Linked DNA regions of Mus musculus: regions 2, 3 and 4 are each linked to region 1. The links are chromatin contacts, called in public Hi-C, HiChIP or PLAC-seq and Micro-C maps. All regions are on one chromosome and are shown on one strand. The core of a region is the stretch at or near the end of the contact, and the rest is flanking DNA. Distances in the headings are between cores, read along the strand shown. Region 1 holds the start of Sirpa (signal-regulatory protein alpha). Region 2 holds the start of Pdyn (prodynorphin). Region 3 has its middle 26 kb from the start of Pdyn. Region 4 overlaps F830045P16Rik (RIKEN cDNA F830045P16 gene).

Region 1 (5,728 bases), core at 3,220-5,719:
CATATGAACATGTATGTTTGTTGGAAAACATGTAACTGAGGTCTGACGGGGGACACCCAGGCCCTGCTGTCCTTTTTTTTTTTTTTTTAGGAAACTTGGTCCAAGGCATCACTAGTTTTGAGCTGGGGTGTGACATGATGATATAGTCAGAGCTGTGTCCACAGCCAGGAGTCTGAACACAGTTAAGGAGGGTCCTCTTCCATCAGCTCATGATGACAAATAAGAAATAACCTGTCACACGCTGTCACACGCAGGCTCTGCAAGTAGCGAGGTGGTGCGTGTGGGATCCACTCGGCACTTTTAGACTCCCTTCCTTTCGCCCACTGTTCTCCATCTGTTGCAAAGGGCAAGATGCAGGGAGGAACGTTCCAGTGCTAGGGAATCCAGAGCTCACCAGCCCAGATGGGGCCTCTTGTTCAAACCACATCGCTCCCCATGAAGCCAAGAGGCTACCAGTTCCTCGCTCAGTGGGCTTCGGGAAAACCTGACCAAAAGCTTTTGCTTACAGGAACCTTCCTGTAGCTCTTCAGCCAAGCCTCAGGTGGCTCTTCTCACCCCAACAATGTGGGCTGCATACGCCTAAGTCACTCACTCCTCTCACCAGAAGCTGGATCCAGAATTCCGGCTCCTTACTCCTGGAACAAGTTTTGGACTCAGTTTTCCTCATCTGAACATCGCTAGTAAGCGCCAAACAGCATACTGCTAGTAAATGAGACTGCAGGCAAAGCACTGGGCCTACTCAATAAACACGGGTTCTTCTCCCTTTCTCAACACACAGTCAGGACTTCTTCTTCTTCTTTTTGTTTTTTTGGGGTTTTTTTGTTTTTTTTGTTTTTTGTTTTTTGTTTTTTTCGAGACAGGGTTTCTCTGTGTAGCCCTGGCTATCCTGGAACTCACTCTGTAGACCAGGCTGGCCTTGAACTCAGAAATTCACTTGCCTCTGCCTCCCAAGTGCTGGGATTAAAGGTGTGCGCCACCACTGCCCGGCTCAGTCGGGACCTCTTAAATACAGCTCGTGTCCCCCATGGGATGGGGACAGGGATGATTAATGGCCACAAAGCACCCAGAGAACACTGAGCCTTCAATGGGCCTTCTAAAAGCCTCTGGACCTTAGACATACCAGATAACACCCATCTCACCCCCTTTTTCCTACGAAAGAGGAAGTGAGGTCAGCTCTAGTGCTTAGGAAAGCACAGAGGCACTGTCAGCATGCTACTCTCTACCCAAGGGTCACAGGGCTCCCTGGAGGGGCTCACTGCTCTTCTAAGCTGGAACCTCAACTTCCCTCGGATACAGCCTACTAGAGCAGAGCAGTCCATCCCAGGGCTCAGGCCCAGCCAGGGCCAGGAAAGCATCCTGTAGTTGACTGTGAAGCCTGCCACCATCTCGTTCCTTCAGAATAGCAGGGTCAGCCCCTACACAGTCTGCAAGAACCCACGGTGGTGACTTCACCAGAATCTTTTTAGAATTTTCCTTTGGCATCATTTGTTGAGTGCAATCTTTAGAAACTTCCTCTCCTGCCTCCCGGAGGCAATAATTCACATGACCAGCTCCCTTCACCCAAGCAGTGATCTTGTGAAGCCCAGCGATCACATGACACCTCCCAGGACGACAGTTCTGCCTGAGACAGCAGTCATTCAATCCAAGATGTCTTTTCTAAGCTGATATTTGGGGTTCTTGCTTAAACAAATCCATTTTCCTAGAAAACTGGACAGCTGCCTTCTACTTGTCTGTCCTTCTGTCCCACCTACAGTTGCCTCCTACCTGTCTGTCCTTCAGTCCCACTTCTTCTGTGTGCTGTAAATCCCATGCCCTGGGCAAGGGAGGCTGAGTCCAGTAGGGGCTGAAGTACCTCCTGGGGCAAAAATGTGGGTTTGATCCTGAGCCCCAAGGGGACTATGCGCAGGTTGCTGGGAGGCTGGCACTCAAAGGCCATACACCATCCCTTCCTCCCGCAGAATCTCATTCTCACCTCCCAAGGCTTACTTACTATGAAGTTAATCTATGCCCCTCCACCGCTCCCACTTTTTCAAGTCACTGATGCTGAGTGGATTGGAACGGAAGATCCCATCTTTATCATTTTATAGATTGTTTTTATAGGTGAGGGTGGAGAAGGGGGGATAGATATGCTCTTAAGAAAGGTGCTGTCATTCCCCACTCCCCCCACCTCCACCCCCTCCACGCCACCCCCACCCCTACCCCCACCCAGGAAGGGAAGACTGCTGTTAACACTTGTTAACTATTTGTTTGCCAGGGACTGCGCCACAGGACCCTAGTCAGAAAAAGGTCTAGAGCCAACATTTAGATATTAATCTGGGCCCAGTGTTCTGTACTTCGGAGAGATGCCTGTAGATTCCCAAGCCCTGGAGCATGGCAGGGTAGGGCTGGGACTGGTAAGGCAGGAGGAAGCAGACCAGACCTCAGAGCCACTCACAGGAGAGAGATGAAATTCATCATTCAGCTCTGAGAGGACCCAAGGGTAGCTGAAAACTGTGAATGGGGTGGGAGCACTTGGCGGGGAGCACTTGGTGGGGAGCACCCAGTGGGTTCCTGAACACTGCAGCTCAGAGAGAACTCCTAGACACCCCTTTTCCCACCCTGTTATCCTTTCTATCCTGAGGCTGACTCTCTCTCTTCCTCCTTCTACACTGCCATCAGGTGCCAAGCTCTAGGCAAATGTTGGTAAGAACGGCGTGCCGTGGCTGGATTTACCTCCCTGCAAAAGGAAGGTTGTACAGAGACCCCTATGTCCATAGCACCAATCCAAGAAGACACGAAATAAGGCTCCTTTCTGTCCCTCCCCAGCTATGTCTTTAGCCTTCATATACTTCCAGAAGAGACCCAAGATTTTTTGCAAAACCCCTTTAAGATGCAGCTCTCCTGAATGGTGACCTCACTCCTTGGCCAACCGGCCTTCAGAGCCCTCCTGCTGGAGACAGCCAGGTGTTTGATGTAGGCCAACAAAGAAGACAAGCTCAGAGCCACAGGTACATGCTGGAACTGCAGGGAGCTACTGGAAGCCTGCCTAAGGAAGGCAGGGGGGTGGCGGGGAGGAGACCATCCAGAGAGGGCTGTGCCCACCACAGGTAAATCCACTGTGTCTCCCAAGGGTCCGTGGATTACTCCGGCCTCTCTTCCTGTCTCTACCTCCATACACTAACCCTGCTTGCTCTGGTACTAGGGCGAAAGCTCACTCTTCCCCCATCCCAACAGCTCAACAGCGCGCCCAACCTCTGCCCCGACCCTCTCTCCAATCAAGTCTAGCAAGGGAGCATATGGGGAAACCAGGAGCCCGATTGCCCAAAGCAATTGCCAGTCTGCTTCCCCATTCAGGTTTGGCAAAGGGTACGGTAAACCAACTCATTCCTATACCCCGCAGCCCAACGCTGGGCTACCCAGTCACAGTCCACAAGGCAGATCCGGATAAGAAGAGTTCTATCCCGGCTTCTAGCCTAGGCTATGTGACCTTGGGCAAGTGGCTGACCCTCTCTGGGCCTCAACTCTGCATCTGTAACCCCCGTTACAGGGATTTGTCGACATTAGCTTAGCGACAGTGTGCGGGGCCTGAGCCCGCAGCTTGGGGAGGGTGGCAGTAGGAGCTGAGGGTGCTTACCTGTACAGAAACAGGACGCGGAGAGCAGCAGGCAGAGCAGCAGCGGCCCTAGGCGGCCAGGGGCCGGGCCGGCGGGCTCCATGGGCCGCGGCTGCAGAGCAAGGAGGGAGAGCGGCGGTGAGCGCGCTCGGCAGGCGGGCGGGCGGCGCGGGCGAACGACTAAGGCCCCTCCCCCTCCGCTGCCCCCCAGCGCCACCGCCCGGCGGGGTGATCTGACCCCCTCCCACAATGAGACGCCGCCGAGCGGGGAGACTCCGGGAGCGTGACGCCGGGCCAGGCCGGCGGGAAAGGGGAGCGGACCCGAGGGAGCCAGGCGCAGAGCCAGAGGCACGGGGGCGGGGGAGCGGATAGCGAGGGAGAAGGAAAGAGGGGGAGAGGAAGAGGGAGAGGGAGCGGGGACGGAGATCGGAGAGCAAGCGCGAGCGGGGACAGCTCGCAGAGCGAGTGCGGGCTGTGCGGAGCCGTCGCGAGGCCAGCGCGAGGGCGGCCCGGCCGAGCGCCCCCTCCTCGCGCCCGCACCTTCCCGCCCGCGCCCCAGTGCGCCCCGCGAGCTGCGCCGCCCGCCTCGGCTCTGCGCGAGCCCGCTCTGCCCGTGCGGGTCCCCGCCAGCCGCTCGGACCTGCGCCGCCGCGCGCAGGGCTGCCAGGCGGTGGAAGCACCGCTCCCTCTGCCCAGAGGCTGGCCGCGCACCACTTTGCGCAAACTTGTTTTTCTGAGGTCGGCGCGGCGGGCTGGCTACTTGGTCCTCTTAAGGTGGACTGGGGAAGTGGCGGCCGATCGCCCCCTGGTCTCGGCCTCTCACCCGGCCAGTCCTTAGACTCCAGTGGGCAAGAGGCTGCCCGCGGCAGGGGAGCTTGCAAGGGTGGAGAGTGGAGGGGGCGGGGAGGTTTGCTTTCTGCCCCTCCCCGAGAGGCCCTGCTTGTGTGTCCCAAAGCCGAAGGTCGGCCTCCGGGTGGGCGTGAGTCCTAGGGGCCCAAATCTTTCCTAGCTGGCCCCGAGGTATAGCAAAAGCAGGAAGTAAATGCAGGGGGAAGGGGGAGAGGAAGGAGAGAGTGATGGTACAAAAATAGCGTGTGTGTAGGAAGGACTTCAGTGCCTCTTGGTAAAGACGCGCTGGGGGAGAGGAGCAGCAAAAATGCTGTGGCAGGGAAAGGAGAGGGGCAGGGCTGGGCCCTAGGGAGGAGACAGACCAGAGGCCTTCTATCAGGGAGAATAGATTGGAGGTGGAGAGGGCCCAGGCAGCACTGTACTAGGAGAGACCTGGGCTGCAAAATAGTTACCCTAATGAGGAAGAGGAGGGACAGGAGAGCCTATCCCAAAGGACAGAGCCTCTGGATGCAAAATGTACCCTAGCTCTGGATTTCCATGAGCTAGGTCAGGTGCTTGGTTAATCGGCAGAAGGCTGGGCACCAAGGCAGGGAAGAGGAATCAAGACCCTCTCTTATTAACTGGAGAGTTTCTGAGTTGGAAGTTCAGAGATAGCAAATTTTGCTTCTCACAATGGTGGTTGAGGGACATAATGAAGCAAGACAGGCCCTACTGGCCCATCCTCTCAATAAAGAGGATGTTTAGGGGCAGAGGAGTGGAGGATGATTGCCTAATGATGTAGAAAGCCCCTTATGCAATGGTGCGCGCGCACGCACACACACACCACAGAGTCCTCTGCACCCATGACCAAAAGCCTGGGAGATTTTTTAGTTTTTTTTCTTTCTTTTCTTCTTTTATTGTTTGTTTGTTTGTTTGTTTTTGAGAGGCAGGAAGGGTGCATCTGTTGAACCCAGGACCCAGCTTCCAAGCCTTAGATCGTTCCTCCTGGTCTAAGAAGCTGCAGTCTTGGAGAAAGACCTTGTTTCTGTGTCTCTGCTCTTTTTAAAGCAGACCAGGCCAACATAAGCAGCGACCCAGAACTGCCACTGGGAGAGTTACATGAGCTGATATTTGCACTGCATTTTAAGAAGAGCCTACCATGTACCAAGGGCAAGGACAGTGTTTGAGAAGTGTTTGGCAGCAGCAATCCTTAAGGGACCATGGGGCAGCCCTAGCAGGAAGATTAGTTGTATTTCTTTGGACCTAGGGGATTACAAGAACTCACTTGCAGACTGGGAGAAGGTGCAG
Region 2 (5,343 bases), core at 2,255-4,754, 110 kb before region 1:
TATAAGAGTTGCATTGGTCATAGTGTCTGCTCACAGCAGTAAAACCCTAACCAAGACAGTATTTTATCACAGTAACAAAAAGGAACTAATATATTTCCTTACCTTTTCTTCTCTAAGTTTCAGAGTTGCAGGTCTTATGTTTTGGTCTTTGATCCATTCAAAGTTGATTTTTGCACAGGGTAAAAGGTACGTTTGTTCTTCTGTGTGTAGTTATCCAGTTTTCTCATCACCGTTTCTTCAAAGTGTTATCTTTTCTCCAATGTATAAATTTTGCATCTTTGTCAAAGATCAGGTGGCTGTAGCTGCATGGATTTGTATCTGGGTTTTCGGCTGTATCTCACTGGTTTACTTGTTGGCTTTATGCCAATGCCATGACCATACAGAAGTCAGGAATGGTGATTCTGTCAGGCAATACTCTTTTCATGTAGGATTGCTTTGACTAGCAGGGTCTTTTGTGCTTTAATAGGGATTTTAACATATTTTGTGTGTCTGTGAAGTGCTGGCTTCTAATGAGCACTGTTTTTGGTGCTATTTCCACATATGATTCGTCTAAGCTACAGTCATGGGAGATCTTTTTGTCTTAAAGTGTATTTTACTATTTTTTTTCCTTCAGTGTTTTAAATTTTTCATTATTTTTTCATATTTTTAGATTGCTTTGTTTAAGGTGGTTTGTGTGCCTTCTCCCACGCTGTTTTTTAGTCTTCCTGCAGAAGGTAAGGGACACAGCTGATCACAGGGCTGTTGATAGATGAGGGGAGTCTATCACAGTGGAGAGCATAAGAGCTGGCTTTAATTTTCTTGACTTCCTATTTCCTAACATGATCCTCCTGAAACCTTCCTAACAATGAGACGTGGGAGCTGATTGTTTCAAGTACTTCCTTTTCTTTATTCTTTGTTTCTTGTACACATTAAGATCTGAACCAGAGGTCATCATTCCCTGAGGACAGGGAGGCAAGGAGCTTGAGAGAAGTCGGGAATTAGTCCTGACAGCTAGACAAAGCTGGTACTATCTTCCTGCCTTCTGAGGATAACTTGGACATCTGTGCATCTAAATGAGGTACCCGTCAGTTGCGATGGATATGCTAAGCACACAGGGCAGTCCAGTGAGCCCCGCTTCCTATTGTCATTTGATGGTGCTCAGAGACCTGCATTAGGACCCCAAGTAGGAGAGGTGTCTTAGCCTAAGGGAGGGAGAAACTTTGTGTTAGGGTTTTCCAGGGATATGAAGAGTCTTTTTCTAGCCTTTTCCTGCATGTGTGGGCAGCAATTATTTTTGTGTATACAACATTTCTGTGAGTGCATGTGTGTGTGTGTGCTGCACAAGCACACATGTGTGTTTAGAGGACATTGCAAATAGAGAGGAAAAATAAATGCCTGAAGTATTTGCTTTTGAGGCTCCATTAGACTCAGGTGAAGGCTACTCAACACCAAGCATCTCTGCCTCACTGCACTCTTCTCATGATGTCGTATTTTTACTTCTCTCCCTATTGCCTGCTGACTTCCAGCAGCTACAGGAGTGACTCCACCTTGTCTCTTACAGAATCCATCTATTCCAAGGTTATTGGCAAGAGCTTATGGAGGTAGAACTTAAAAGACAAGGGAATTAAGGAAAATGGGAGTGAATGGCATGAGCCTGGGACCTTGAGGATGAAGACACAGTTCACTCTCAGGTTGTGAGAGCCCTGGGTAACAGTGACTAGGGAGATGCTCAGGAGCTCCGACTCAGCAAGTAGGCAGACAGCCTGAGACACAGCCACCAAATGCCGTACAACACCAGCAAGCATTCACCTTGGGCTGGGAATCCTGCAGAAGGAAAGCTTAGGGTAGAGATGAGAGAGGGCCGGGGGCCTGGAGTCAAGGCCAGAGGGACATGGAAAGTTCCACTCTCCCTGCTTGGCTGGTACTACACCACACTCCACAGCTTAATCATGCAAAGCTGCAGGCTGACAAACTCTCCACAGCATTGCTTGTCTAAGGGGAGGATATGGTGAAACAAGTGACAACGTCTGTGATGAACCAGGTACTCACCAAATAGCCCTGTCTGTCACCCTAGTTGTATGAGAGCACGCAATGATCCAGCGGCAGGAAGAGGATGATGCCCCAGAGAAGTACAAAGTGTGGCTGGTACATCAGAGCCTGATGACGTAATCACCATTACCTGGAGGACAGCTGTAGGGAAGTCCTGGCCACATGCCAGCTATGGCAATTGCTTTTGGCATTTCCTCCTTTCACTATGCCAAGATCCCAGTGGGGTTCTTTCCCCCATTCTACAGATAAGCAGATTGAGGCTGAACCCACTCACTTGACTTAGGGCTCTGCACAGATGGGTGGCAGAGGCAGAGACCAAGCTGACACATCCAATGTTACTACTAGCTGTAGCTGTCATCGACCTTGTTCAGGTAAACAGATCAAGTCACAGACACTGTAGAACCAAGTCCTCAGAGTGGGCGTTTGTCCAGTAGATGATGGGAAGGACCAGATCCATCTAGGTCTGGGTGATGACTTGCTGTGTTCTGTGTCCAGTTTCTAAGCTCTCCAGCCTCTGCCTCTGCGCCTGGCCAGAATGTGAGGATTAAAGTTGATGTCTTTGCTCACTGCCTGGTGCAACCCAGGTGTTCATGACACGGACTGCCCAGCCAGCCTCTGCTATCCCCCCCCCCCCACAAGGTGAACATCTCTGCAGCTGACTACAGAGACAAGCATGTTTCCTTCCAAACTCAGAGACATGGGTATTCTGGGAGGTGTTTGCAGCCATCCTTGTTTGTGAGAACCAGGGGCTGCCAGAGAAAACTGAATATTGAACGGCAGCCTCTGGTTGAGGAAAGGCAGTGTCTGGCATCAACTCAGACAGGTGCCCAAGTCACCTGGCACTCTCAGGCAAATGTACACTCATATGCATGCTAGTGTGTGTGTGTGTGTGTGTGTGTGTGTGTGTGTGTGTGTGTGTCCCTGCCAACATGGAGCTGAATGTTCCTCTTCTATAACCAAGACCTCTGCTTTGAACACTTCAGCATATCCTTTGGTTCCCTATATTTTGAGACAGCCTTTGTTTCTTGCATTCCTCCTCCTCCGACCCCCTGTTCCTCTTTTTCTCCTGATCTTTGATAGCCTCTGTGGCTGTGGCTCTTTCTCTTTTCCTCTTACTTTGCCTAGGCTTCCTTGTGCTTCAGACATGCCTCTCTCTGTTTCCATTCTCTGATTCTCAACTTTTTTTTGCCTTTCTATTGGACTCTCTGCGCCTCTCTCTGTCTCCTCCTATCTCTGCCTTTCCCCCACCTTTGTCTCTGTTTTCCTGTGACACTCTCCTGGAGATGCTGAAAAGTGGCCGCATTGAAAGTGACAAACAGCGCTACACCAGAATCCACCCCCGGGCTTCGCGAAAGCATCCTCCTCCACACCCACATCACCAGGAGCAGCTATTGTGTCTCACTCGGGCCCAGGGAGTTGAGTGGAAGGACCCGGGGGTCTGAGCGTTGACTGCTCTGCCACTCCCCCATTGGCTCCTGGCAGCCTGTGCTCTGTGAGCGAGCGCTGAGAGGGCTGAGCGACAGGGGGAGACTCTCATCTATAAAAGGGGAATAAGGCTCCAGAACTGCCATAGGGGGATTTGGTAGCCCTCGTCGCTTCCTCTGTGGCACTTCTCTGAGCTAGAGTCAGGGTACCTTCTGAATCTTGGATCGGCCACCCTACCACCTGATCAGCCAGAAGCCTGCCAGGGACAAAGCAGTAAGCAGGTAAGATCCGCAGGGCGCTCAGGCTCTCTGGCTTTATGCATGTGCTCCTGGTGCTATGCAGGGGCGCCGGTGGGAGCTTGGACGGGGGAAGTTAGGTTTGGGTCTGGTTACTCAGCACAGGGAAATCATAGTTTCAAGGTGAGCTTACAGAAGCTCAGAGAGTCCAAAGAGCTGCCTGTCCTCTGGAAACCATGCCCTGAACAGTCCTGGCGCCCACAGGTGCTAGCGGGGCTTCGCCTCTGCCACACAGCAGTCCCCACACTAGTTTTCAGGATCTGAGGAGAAGGTGGTAGCCTGAGTGGAAAACTGAGAGGTTTCACTAATTAGCATGATCTTAAAGGTCAACGTTCTCACTGGACTTAGCTTACACAGGTTGGGAACGTTAATGAGGTTCAGGACTCGGCATTTGCCAAGTACCGATCTGCACCATCAATGCATAAATAAGTGCCGTCCTTTTTCACTCTTTTTGAATCACGTTTAATCTCTGACAAGGTGCTGATTTGAGTGGCTTCCTTTGATTTCACTCAGAATGAAGTCTGGGGTTGTTTGGTTGAAAGGGAACTAGAAAGGAAAGCAAGAGCTCGGCTGGATACCCAGTCTGAGGGGGACTTCCCATGTCAATTTCACTGTGAAAGGACTTGTTGCTTTCCTGTAAATCACAGTCACGCTACCGCTGGAGGCAGCTAAGTTAGGCTGGTGGAGGCTCTTTTGAGGAAAGTCACCCGCTCTCTGATAGCAATGCTCATGTTTAAAGAAAGTGCTGTAGAACCCCAAAGTTTGACATCAGCAAAAAGCTGGCGAGCTTCAGAGACGGCGACTGTAGTCACCTCCATGATTGAACAGTAAATTCTGTGTCTTGTCACTTTTCCCTGTGTGTGTGTGTGTTTTCTGAGAACCTCTCAAGATTTACAAGTATCCCTTAATAAAGCCTCCGAGCTCTTTAGGTTATTGGATCTGGTTTCGAGTACCCTCCCACAGAGAGCAAACCTTCATTATCACCCTTCTGCCAAGGGTTGGTGAAATACACACTGATATCTTTCTAACCTGACAGGCGTTGCTGTCAAGATCTGTTGCAAAACCTCTCAGAATGTCAGTCCTTTTCTGTTCCTAGTCATGGGGGTTTCATGCCTACGCTCTGCTCACCCTCCTCCTCTGCTCACCTCACCAGTGCTCCCATACCACCCCACTTTATCTTTTGTTCTGTTTTTACAGGTCATTCATCCCCAGGCTTTGAGATCTGCGTGGGGGAGCTCTTGAAGCAGCCCCAGCAGGGTGAGTTATGTGTGTTGTGTGTGCATGTGTGTGCGTGTGTATTGGCATAATCCTGAGCCCACTGCTTTGTCCTCATTGTGCTAAGTGTGATGGGTGGCAGGTGACTCCTCTTGTCTCCAGGAGTAGCTGGCAGATGGGAGTGCGGTGTCACAATGGGTCCACGGATGCTGTGTGGTAGGATCCACTGTTTTGACACCGTAGGCTACTCAAGCGGTTGGGTCAGGGCTGTTTGAGAAGACACGTGGAAGGGTGTGATAACTCTCAGGACTTCCGGAGCTTTACCTCAAGAATTTTCCATGTATTGCCTAAGTGTGTGTGACCCCTCCTGAGCCTGTGC
Region 3 (5,673 bases), core at 165-2,664, 82 kb before region 1:
ATTAGTAAGTCCTGTGTTAAATGTTGAGGATAATTTAATTACCCACACTTGCAAAGGGGATAGATAGTTTTAATGGTGTTGACTATTAATCAAAAGTCCCTTGAAAGTGACTGCAAAGAAACAGACCAAGTTTTGAAAATTGAACTTAAAGGCTCAAGGACAACTGGGAGGTTTTTCTCAAGAAGCAATTGCAAGGCTCTGACTCTTAATTAAATAACAAGTACTTTGTTTCAAATTAAATAACAAGACTCTTTGCCTCATGACATCTCTGATCCCATGCAGAAGTAAGCTGGGCTTGGAGGTAACAAAGTTCCTGCTTGTCCCTTAGGCTCACACTCTGCCAGCCTGGGTGGGGAACTTTAAGGACCTGGAATTGGCTAGCAACAACAGAATGGGAAGAGAATGCAGGGAACAGGCACAGGAAGCAGGTACGGGGCAGATATAGGTACAGACAGACAGGTACAGGGACACCCAGACAGAGACAGACATGTATAGACAGGCACAGAGGGTAGGCACAGGTAGGTACAGCTGGCAGGCACTAGCAGGTACAGACAGGCACAGGGGGTAGGTGCAGGCAGGTGCAGTGCGCAGGTGCAGGCAGACATGGGGGTAAGCGGATGGGCAGGCACAGGTGCAGGCAGACATGGGGGTACGCGGATGGGCAGGCACAGGTGCAGGCAGACATGGGGGTAAGCGGATGGGCAGGCACAGGAGGCAGCCCAGACCCACCTTGCCGTCTCTACCTCCCAAACGAACACATTGCTCTTCACTGGAGACTTTGTTTTGGAGGAAAGGATCTGAAGGTACACCTGTATAAGAATGAGAGTTGGGACAGCCACGGAAGTCCTGAGGGGGTCTTTGAACAGAGGACAGTTTCCAGATTACCCCTAGGCTCTCTGCCTGGGAGGGGACATTTCTGCCCTAATAAAAATCAGAAGCAATCGTCACCGTTGTAGTGCCAGTTCCTGGTAGGGACACTGCTGCTTCCTATATTGACACCCGGTGCTCATCCAGCTGCTGTCTTCTCCAGAAACCACAACCTCACTCCCAGGCCACAGCCCTGTGTAGAATCTGGCTCGGAGCTAGGCGACAGCTGAGACCACTTTCTTGTTTTCACTCCGTGAAAGCAGGGCTGGCTGCCAAGAAAACTGGACTGGTAGTCACCCTCCTACTCAACGCTTAGGCTCTTTCCCTCCCTAGACTGCGCCCTTCCCCACAAGCCCTGTGTCTATGTAGAGTTGAGATACATGAAGTCCAGGCATACAGTAGGTCCTGGATTTACTTTTAGCGTCCTCTCCAGAAATCCAGTGTGCTTTATGAAGCTCTTGATAAGTCTCAAAAACAATCCTGCTCCTTTGCTACAGTCTCCACAGGTGCTTGGGGACTTGGGCATAATCACCTTGGGGTACACTATCTAAGCTCTAGAGCAAAGATGCATCCACCGCAGGGGGCAGTAACAAGCCAGGTGGCTGAAGCCAGCGGTATCTGATCTGGGCGCGCCCCCTTGTGGTCACCGGGATCAACACACTCGGGGGAGTTTTGTCACCATCTGGGTAGGCTTAAGAATCTAAATTCCAAAGTTTGGAGCTGAGACAAAAGGATGGACCATCTAGAGACTGCCATATCCAGGGATCCATCCCATAATCAGCCTCCAAACGCTGACACCATTGAATACACTAGCAAAATTTTGCTGAAAGGACCCTGATATAGCTGTCTCTTGTGAGACTATGCCCGGCCTAGCAAACACATAAGTGGATGCTCACAGTCAGCTATTGGATGGATCACAGGGCCCCCAATGGAGGAGCTAGAGAAAGTACCCAAGGAGCTAAAGAGATCTGCAACCCTGTAGGTGCAACAACATTATGAACTAACCAGTACCCCCAGAGCTCTTGTCTCTAGCTGCATATGTATCAAAAGATGGCCTAGTCAGCCATCACTGGAAAGAGAGACCCATTGGTCATGCAAACTTTATATGACTCAGTACAGGGGAACGCCAGGGCCAAAAAGTGGGAGTGGGTGGGTAGGGGAGTGGGGGGGGGAGGGTATGGGGGACTTTTGGGATAGCATTGGAAATGTAAATGAGGAAAATACCTAATAAAATATTAAAAAAGAAAAAAAAAGAATCTAAATTCCAACACTAAAAACTCTGGGTTTAAGGAGGGAACTCAGCAGTGCACTGATTATAAATGGGCAGTTATTGGCATTAAGACGAAAAGTCCTTGGGCTTTTGTAATTGTTGTTGAAATACCTTGTTCTTCAATGCTGTCTTCTTTTTGGCTAGAAATGATTAAGCAACTTCCCAGTTTCAAAGAAAAGGAAACCAGGCTTGGAATTCTTGAGCGCACCTGTGGACCTTGAACATGGATGACTACCTTTGGATTTCAGTTTCACTCAAGTACAAAACAATGCTCCTCTCCATCCACTCCAGTTTTCTCCACTTAAAAAAAAAGTATGAAGATAAATAGGGCTGCAGAGATGGCTCCAGGGTTAGAGAGCAACTGTTGCTTTTGTGAAGGACCCGGTTCAGTTCCTTGTACTCAAGTAGTAATTCACAACCATTTTAACTCCAGTTCAAGGGGATCCAATGCCCTTCTCTGACCTCCCTGGGTCAGGCATGGGTGTGGTGCACTCAAATACATCCAGGCAAACTAGGCATACATATAAAATAAGACTAGAAATTAAAACAGCCTATGATATTTGGTTATGTACTCTGCCCAGAGCTCTAGGGAAAGTTTAGAGTAATAACCGCGATGAAAGCAAGGGTGATAAACCATAAATGCTGAGGTGTTTGACTAACGTGGCCCTGAGTGATATTAAAAGATGACAAGGCAGTTTTTATTCGAGGACACTCATGGCTGAGGGTATATGGACCAATTCAATAGAGGGGTGTGGTAGTCACTATAGCTGGAAAATGGACTACACTCAAGGCCAGCTCTGAGGAGATGATTGAGGACATTGTATAAATACATACGTACATTATACACATTATTTCATTTCCTGCCCCCTGGGCCTGCCTGTACCTCTTGGCTTTGTTGTGGCTACAGTTGTGTGAGCAGAGGTCCATAATCAAGGAGTGGAATGGAGCTCAGCCAGCACAAAATTACCAAGAGAAACATTAGGGACAAGAGATTTCTTGGTCCACTGAGTTGATAGGGTTACCACTATCCTACCACAGGCCAGCATAATACCAGATGACATCAGTCACCAGGGATGGGGGCTCCTACAAAATGACAGTATGCTTGCTTGACCTGGAGTCTGGGAGGACAGAGAAATCTACTGAGCAGAGGACTTAGCTCCATCCATCCCTTCTCTTAATTACCTATCTTTTTGTTCGTTTATGTAATTGCTTAATTGATCATTCATTTGTACCTATATTCACCTACTCCCCATTGACTCAGCCTCTTTCTCATTTATTCCTCCCCTAGTCCATATACTTACCTATCTGTGACTGTATCTATCTGTCTGACCCTCTCTCCCTCCATCAATCCTCCATAAATGTATCTATCCATAGTCCTGCCTCCTTGCTCCTTCCCTCCCTCCCTCCTTCCCTTCCTCTTCCCTCCCATCTGCCTCCCCTCGGATTTTCACTCCTTCCCTCCCTCCATCTCTTCCTGCTTTCCTGCCTCTTCTTTCCCCTTGATTTTCCTTCCCACATTCTTCCACCAGGTCCCCCCCTCCACTTTCCATCTCATCTTTGAGTCCTCTCATTTACTCTAGAAGTTTACACATGGCTTAAATTCCAGTCCAGCATCTAGGCTACTCATGTCTAGTAATAGTGAGTGAAAAGATTGGGTGCTACATCACTGCGGTCAGATTGCAGGAACTGGGGGAGCTTAGAGGGATCTTGAGTCTTGGGAGTGGTTGGAGAAGTTCTTCCGTGGAACTGGGGACCTGTGGCAGGAGTTTGGAGACACAAGGACTGGCAGGAGACAGTGGAAGTCCATCTGCCTGACTCTGCCCTGTTTCTCTCCTAGGTATTTCCTTCTAAGAATTTTTGGGCTCTGCACATTGTGTGGCCAAGATTTGTGCTCTCTCTCTCCCCTACCCCTACTCTGGCATCCCCTGGAGAACAGTCATATAGTATTGCAAGACAGCCAGGCTGTCTCTAGTGTTCTTGGTGATAGCCCACTCTTTTCCAGTCATCACCACAATCAGTGTCTGGGTGACCCCTTGGTCTGTGCTTACACGCCAGGCTTCAGGGATGCCTTATAGAAATAGCTCCTAAAGAGGCTCCAACAGCCCCTCTTCTACTTCCCCCTCATGCTGATAGGTTTCCAGGCCTTTCAATTTCACTCTTCATTCACTCTCTCCAGGTCAGTCAGCCTGATGTGTACCTAATCCAAAGCTGAGTGATCCATGCCATCCCCCTGTCTCTCAGGGATCTCCCCAACCTCACACGGACATTCCTCTGCCTCCTGCGCTGCCTCTCTAAAGCTCTAGGATGCTGATAATCTACTTGAAAAAATACCTTTCAGTGAAACTCCTTTCCAGGCCAGGGATTAAACTCAAGCCCCTTGGGCAGACACTCGCAGCTCTTTCTCATCTGTACTTTCTATTTCTCCCAGGTTCTATCTTAGACGTTTCCTTCTATGCCTCCCAAAGCTCCCCCAGGGCACCTGCTCCTTCCTACCTCTCCAGAAGACTGGTGCTCATCTTTCAAACTATGGCTGGTGCTGGGACAACACTCACCGTGGTCTAGTGAGTCTGTCCATCTCCATGCAACAGGCTGAGAGCCTGTGATGGCTGATCTTCATTGTCAACCTGGCTGCCATGTGGGGGATGCACTTCTGAGTGTGGCTGTAAGAGGGTTTCCAGGGTTTTAACTGAGGAGGAGAGACACACCCTGAATATAGACAATACCATTCCAAGGGGCCGGTCCTGAACCAAATCAGAAGGAAAGGAGGTTTGCCCTTGGGCACCTGCATCCATCTTTGTCTGTTTGCTGACTGCGGCTGCAGATGGGGTTTGAGGCAAGCTACCTCACTCTCCTGCTGCCTCAGCTCGAGCTGAGCTAGCTACCATGCCTCCTCTGCCACAGTAATGATAAGACTTCCTTTCTTAAAGCCACCTGAGGAATTTTATCATAGTAACTGGAAGGGCAGCTATTACAAAGGATATGGGAGACTGAGTGTGGTAGGTGATTTGAGTAGGAACAGCCTCTATAGACTTATGTGTTTCAATGCTTGGCCCATAGGGAATGGTACTATTAGGAGGAGTGGCCTTGTTGGAGTAGGTGTGGCCTTGTTGAAGAAAGTGTGTCACTGTTGGGGCAGGCTCTGAGGTCTCATATGCTCAAGATAGGCCTAGTGTGGCACTCACTTCTGCTGCCTGTGGATAAAGATATAGAACTCTCTGCTCCTTCTCCAGCATCATGTCTGCCATGCTTCCTGCTGTGATGATAATGGACTGACCCCCTGAAACTGTAAGCCAGCCCCAATTAAATGTTTTCCTTTGTAAAAGTTATCATGGTCATGGTATCTCTTCACAGCAATAAAACCCGAACAAAGATACTGAGCCCTCTTAGAGTTTTTACTCCACACAGCATCTGGCAAACAGTAGGTATTCCGTGAACACAGGCAAGTAGATCAACACACTATCTCTATGGATGCCTGATTTGGATTAGATTAACATGGCCACAGCATGTGTAGAAAAATAGCATTTCAGAGCATGCCT
Region 4 (5,876 bases), core at 624-3,123, 100 kb after region 1:
AGAGGAATCGTGGATCGCCATTCCTGACTCCTAGCAATATGCCAGTGTTGCCTGGGTACACAGAAGACTGGGAACCACAGCAATTGTTTCAGACTCTGCTGTTTCTTACTTCAGAAAAGCACGGACTAAGGACCCCCATTACAGACTTTGCTCTGCTTCCCTGAACAGTTTCAGTATATATATATATATATATATATATATATATATATATATATAATGTGTATATATGTATATATATGTATGTATATATATGTGTGTGTATATGTATATATATATAGTGGCCTATAGGCTGTGGTCCAGCTAGCCCAACAAAGGCTATCTCCTGAGGCAATGTCCAAGAACCTGGCAGTTATTCAGTTCATGAGGCTAGATGTCTTAGCTGGTCTTCAGTCAGTGCGAGAATCCTGAAGAAGCAGGTTCTAGCACCAGCAAAGGAAAGCCTCAGCAACAAGGTAGATACATTTGCCAGCAATGAAGGAAGGTAGACAAAAGGCAAAAGCTTCCTTCCTCCATGACCTTTTATATGGACTGCGACCAGAAGGTGTGGCCCAGATTTTGTGGGTCTTGCCACTCCAAATGAGCCAATCAAGGACCCCTCACAGGCGCGCCTGGCTGCTTGGGTTTTGGATGACTCTGGATGCAGTCAACTTGAAAATCAAGATGAGCCACCACACCGAGGATACTACAAATCTCTTTTGTCTTTAGCATCATAGTCAGGATCCCTCCCCTAGCCCCAAGCCATTTGGCTGGTGACATCCAGCTGATGATACGCCTGAAAGATTAGCCCTGGTATAATTGATAAGCCTTTGTTCATTATTTTATGTTTTTATTTATCATCGACCACAAAAGATATAGCCTACTTGAATTTTGTAACTATTTGTTTACAGTCTTAAACGAATTTGGAATTCCTCTGGGGATTCCCATAGAGTCAATGCAGATACTAAAGGACCCAGATATTGTCCTCTTATCCCTGGACTTAGCTTTACTAGGAGGAGGGGAGTGGAAGGCCAGGGTAAAGGGTGCAGCCAATGAGGCAGTGTGCAGGTCCCACCAGTCTGGTTGTAGGCTTGAATAAAAAGTTCCATGGCCCATAGAGCCACCATATTTTAGCTTGTGAGATGAGCACAGAATACTTATCACATGTCCCTTGTTAGTTTGAGACATTCATAGTGTGGATACAGGCTCCAAGCGTCCCCCATTAGACAAAAGAATCCATCCCCCTGTTGTGTGAGACTTGAGAAGTAGCTCGTCTTCCCTATTAAGGAGGGGTGTTCATTGGTGGCTCTGCTTATAAAGTTGGGAACAGGAGCAAAAGATTCTGGCAAGTCTCGCTTTCCCATATTCTGCAACATTCATCAACTAACACTCAATTGCTACAGTGGGCTCTGTGCCCCATCCAAGGGAAAGAGTACTGTTTTCGTCAGGGGATGTTCTTATGTGCAAGCAACACGTATTGTAAAGTCAATCAATTTTATCAAAGTCTTTAATTCTCCATATCGAATTCTTTGCATACATAAAAAAGTAAAACCAAAGTGAATTCTATCAGCATTAAGTCCTTTATATAATATGGTTTTGTGTGGTTTGTTGTAAGTGCTGGCCCATGGTCTAATCCTGTAGTAATAGGAATTACAAACCTAGAAACCATTTCTTTTAGAAGCAGGGCCACCTCCTATGAGTAGAAAAGATTTCTATCCAGCCTGAGAAACTACACAGACAAGCAAGCATTTGTAACCCCTGATTTAGGGAAGTTCTGTAAAGTCAACAACCAATTTTTTTTTAATTGGGTTTTTCCAAAATTCTGCATTTGAGGAGGGCCCTAAGTCACTGTCATGGGTTATCCTGGGCACTGGGTCACACTGTCCACATGCTCATTGGGTATCCTGGCAAGTTAGGGAACATAAAAATGTGAGCCTAATATAGTTTCCAGAGCTGTCTGGCTGATGTGAGCTCCCTTATGGAACTGTTTAACCAACTCGGGGCAATGGCCTCAAGGATGGCTATCATTTCTCGTCAAATGCTCAATAGTCCCTGTTTTCAGTCTTAAACAGCCATTTCTTTTTGTAATTGGGGTCCCATTTACTTAATAGGCTGGGAATCAATGAGGTTAGTCACAAAGGAAGTTCTTCTACCACTACCTCCTCCCCCCTACATTTTGGGGAAGTTGCTACTTCTGTTTCTTTCTGCTCTGTGGTTGCCCCAGGCAGTAGCAATATTTCCCTTTTGCATGTAGCAGAAGACAGATAATTTTACCACATTATCAGTAGCAACTGGGAGGGGGAAGGTCTTTGTCTCTGAAGATCTAGCACATTGCCATCTGTATATATATTCGTTTTTATTACACCCCCCCTTTCAGTGGTAAGCTACATATCTCTCACATACTTGTTTAGCAATGGTGTAGACCCCATATGATTATAACATCTATATTGCATCAAATGTAGCCTGAGGTCCCTGCTGATTTCTTTTTTTGTTGTTTTGTTTTTGTTGATATTGCTGGTTTTTGTTTGTTGGTTGGTTTCTGTTTGTTGTTGTTGTTTTGAGGCATGATTTCTCTGTGTATCCCTAGCTGTGCTGAAACTTGTTCTGTAGACCACGCTGGCCTCAAACTCACAGAGAGCCACTTGCTTCTGCCTCTCAAGTGCTGGCAGAGCACTTGGGCATGTACCTCCATGCTGACCATAGGCACAACTTTTTAAGTTAGTTTTTGTTACCATGAATAGATCATTATCACCTTAGGAATCTTAATAAACTTTAATGATTAATTGTATCATCCTTAAGTCCTGTCTTAGTTAAGGTTATTATTGCTGTGATGAAACACCATGACCAAAGCAACTTGGGAAGGAAAGGGTTTATTTGACTTATACTTCCATATCACTATTCATCTTTGAAGGAAGTCAGGATAGGAACTTAAACAGGGCAGGAACCAGGAGGCAGGAGCTATGGAGGGTAGTGCTGACTAGCTTTCTCTTCATGGCTTGCTCAGCCTTCTTTCTAATAGAACCAGGGTGATCAGCCCAGGAATGGCCCTACCCACACTGGGCTGGGCCCTCCCATATCAATAACTAATTAAGAAAATTTCATACAGTCTCGCTTATAGACAGACCAATCTTATGGAGGTATTTTATCAACTGAGATTCCTTCCTCTTCAATAACCCTAGTTTGTGTCAAGATGACATAAAACTAGCCAGAACAATGGATCCTTTGTCAATTTGACACACAAACACATCACTTTTAAGCAACAACCTTTCCTCTCTTGTCCATCTCCAAGATTTCACGTGAATATCAACATTACAATATAAACATCCCACAGTCTTTAAAAACTCAAACACTTAAAAATTCAGTCACTTTAAAATATTCAGGCTCTTTTAAAATCCAAAATCTTCGTAAAATCCCCAATCCTTTTTAAAAGTTCAAAGTCTCTCGACTGTGAGCTTCTTTAAAATCACATTCTATGATAAAACCAAATTTGAGCAGTAACTATGTACAGATACAGCCCCACAGGAGGTACTAGAAGGAAAACTTCAACCCAAAGAAGCTAAACACGCCCAGGAAAACACAAGGAATACATTATATCAGATGAGCAAATCAAAAGAAGAAGGGAAAAATTCGTACACCACCCCAACCAAATAATAAAATCAACAAACACGGCTCGTTCATGTCTCTCAACATCAATGGTCTCAATTCCCCAATAAAAAGGCACAGTCTAAACTAAATAGATTTGAAAACCTTCAGTTGCATCCAAGAAACACACAGACATATATCAGGGTAAAAGGATGGAAAAACCAGCTCAAAACTAACAGACCTAAGAAGCAAGTCCTTGTAGCCATTTTAATACATGACAAAAGAGACTTCAAAACAAAACTAATCAGCAGAGCCAGGGAAAGACACTATGCATTCACTGAAAAGAAAAATCCACCAAAAGGACATTGAAATTCTTAACATCTGTGCATCAAATACAAGAACACTTTTATAAAAGAAACATTACTAGAGCTTAAATCACATTTGACCCTCACATACTGATAGTGGGAGACTCAATACCATGTTCTCAGCAATATATAGGCTACCCAGACAAAAAAAATAACAAAGAAACTCTGGAGCTAACTGGTGTCATAAACCAAATGGAGCTAACAGATATTTACAGAACATTTGGCCCTAATAGAAAAGAATATATCTTCTTAGCAGCTCATGCAACATTCTCCAAAATTGACCAAATGCATGGACATGAAGCAATTCTCGACAAATACAAGAAAATTGACCCAACACCCTGCATCTTATCTGACCACCATGGATTAAAGCTGAGTATCAAAAGCAGAAACAAGAGAAATCTTACACACTTATGGGACATGAACAACTCACTACTGAACGAAAAACAAGTCAAGATAGAGATAAGTAAAACAAAACAAAATAAAACAAAAAACTTAAAACTCTCTAGAATTGAATGAAAATGAGAATCTAATATACCCAAACTTATGGTACACAATGAAAGCAGATTCAAGTTCCCATAGCACTAGATTCCTCCATTTAAAAAAAATGGAGATAGCTCATATTAGTAACTTATCAGCACACCTGAAATCTCTAGACTAAAATAAAGTAATAACATCTAAAAAAAAAAGACTAGATAGCAAGAAATACTCAGACTCAGCATTGAAATCAATAAAGTAGAAACAAACAAAAAAATCAATATAGAGAATGAATAAGACAGAGTTTGTTCTTTGAGAAAATCAATGGAAGTGACAAACCCTTAGCCAGTTTAACTAGAGGGTTGAGAAAGAAGATCCAAATGAAGAAAATTAGAAACAAAAGGGGGACAACAGCAACAGTCATGGAGAAATTCCGAGAATCATAAGAAAATACTTTAAAAACCTGTGCCCCATACTGATTCTTCCCTTCTTTCCCCTTCCCCTCTTCTCTTCCTCCCAAGTCTCTCCCGTCCTCTACTTTCCTTGATTATTTTGTTTTCCCTTCAAAGTAGGACTGAAGCATCCACTCTTTGGTCTTCTTTCCTCTTGAGCTTCATGTGGTCCGTGACTTGTATTGTGGGTATCTTTGCAGAATATCCACTTATAAATGAGTGCCTACCATGTGTGTTCTTTTGTGACTGAGTTACCTCACTCAGGATGATATTCTCTAGATCTATCCATTTGCCTGTGAATTTCATGAAGTTATTGTTTTTAATAGCTGAGTAGTAGTCCATTGTGTAAATGTACCACATTTTGTATATCCATTCCTCTGTTGAGGGGCATCTGGGTTGTTTCCAGCTTCTGGCTATTATAAATAAGGTTTCTATGAACATAGTGGAGCATGTGTCCTGACTACATGTTGGAGCATCTTCTGGGTATATGCCCAGGAGTGGTATAGCTGGGTCCTCAGGTAGTACTGTGTCTGATTTTCTGAGGGACCACTAGACTGATTTCCAGAGTGATTGTACCAGCTTGCAATCCCACCAGTGAGGGTCAGGAAATTGAACAGAGGTGTATAGCAATGGGGGGTGGGGAACTGGGGGTAGCAACCAGAAAGTCCCAGATGCCAGGAAGGCAAAGAGCCTCCCATGACCCCATGAGAATTACATTAGTGGAAATACCCCACAGAAGGGAGGGAGAACCTGTTGAGACCATATTCAGAGGTTAGGCATACCCCCTTTCCTGGGTTGAAGGATGGGGCCACCCACCCATCTCTAAAATTTTAACCCAGAATTGTTCTTGTCTAAAGGAAATAAAGGGACAAAGAGTGGAGCAAAGACTGAAGGAAAGGCCATCCAGAGACTGCCCCACCTGGGGATCCATCCCACATGCAGACACCAAACCCAGACACTATTGTGGATGCCAAGAAGTGTTTGCTGACAGGAGCCTGATACAGCTGTCTTCCGAGAGGCTTTGCCA

The links. A called contact is a pair of places that touch in the nucleus more often than the background predicts. HiChIP or PLAC-seq counts read pairs in DNA pulled down with a chosen protein or histone mark.
Region 2: a Micro-C map of embryonic stem cells shows a contact between it and region 1, with 1.5 times the contacts expected there. The contact joins the promoter of Pdyn here to the promoter of Sirpa in region 1. A contact is called at or near these places in 1 of 39 promoter capture datasets (hippocampal neurons), 3 of 484 Hi-C or Micro-C datasets (embryonic stem cells and uterus), 1 of 115 datasets of contacts at active chromatin or transcription factors (embryonic stem cells) and 1 of 9 other capture datasets (pancreatic islet).
Region 3: a contact with region 1 is called in a Hi-C map of muscle stem cells, with 2.3 times the contacts expected there. The contact joins the enhancer-like site here to the promoter of Sirpa in region 1. A contact is called at or near these places in 2 of 484 Hi-C or Micro-C datasets (the CH12 cell line and muscle stem cells), 3 of 115 datasets of contacts at active chromatin or transcription factors (bone marrow-derived macrophages, embryonic stem cells and microglia) and 2 of 9 other capture datasets (adipose tissue and pancreatic islet).
Region 4: a contact with region 1 is called in an H3K27ac HiChIP or PLAC-seq map of the HPC-7 cell line, with 13 times the contacts expected there. The contact joins the enhancer-like site here to the promoter of Sirpa in region 1. A contact is called at or near these places in 4 of 39 promoter capture datasets (the HPC-7 cell line, hippocampal neurons, liver and 1 more), 2 of 15 datasets of contacts at CTCF or cohesin (hippocampal excitatory neurons and pro-B cells), 48 of 484 Hi-C or Micro-C datasets (the AtT-20 cell line, the BV-2 cell line, ECoMG-derived neutrophils and 34 more), 18 of 115 datasets of contacts at active chromatin or transcription factors (the HPC-7 cell line, PVALB interneurons, VIP interneurons and 10 more) and 5 of 9 other capture datasets (adipose tissue, bone marrow-derived macrophages, liver and 2 more).

What each region holds. Positions count from the first base shown.
Region 1 is chr2:129,591,580-129,597,307 of GRCm38.p6, reverse strand. Sirpa (signal-regulatory protein alpha) reads right to left here and starts at 4,469. Exons shown (of 9, transcript NM_001355158.1): 1 at 4,233-4,469; 2 at 3,614-3,704. The coding sequence starts at 3,695.
Region 2 is chr2:129,698,099-129,703,441 of GRCm38.p6, reverse strand. It overlaps Pdyn (prodynorphin), which reads left to right and starts at 3,504. Exons shown (of 4, transcript NM_018863.4): 1 at 3,504-3,734; 2 at 4,947-5,006.
Region 3 is chr2:129,670,917-129,676,589 of GRCm38.p6, reverse strand. No RefSeq gene overlaps it. Among named protein-coding and RNA genes, the nearest start is that of Pdyn, 26 kb to the left of the region's middle. Within about 2 kb of position 1,414, at least 10 of the 459 cell types and tissues checked have an H3K27ac peak or open chromatin away from gene starts, as enhancers often do. A contact at or near this core is called in muscle stem cells, where this site is marked.
Region 4 is chr2:129,485,983-129,491,858 of GRCm38.p6, reverse strand. All of the region lies in intron 1 of F830045P16Rik (RIKEN cDNA F830045P16 gene), which reads left to right. Among named protein-coding and RNA genes, the nearest start is that of Gm14040, 27 kb to the left of the region's middle. Within about 2 kb of position 1,873, at least 85 of the 459 cell types and tissues checked have an H3K27ac peak or open chromatin away from gene starts, as enhancers often do. A contact at or near this core is called in the BV-2 cell line, ECoMG-derived neutrophils, the HPC-5 cell line and 11 more, where this site is marked.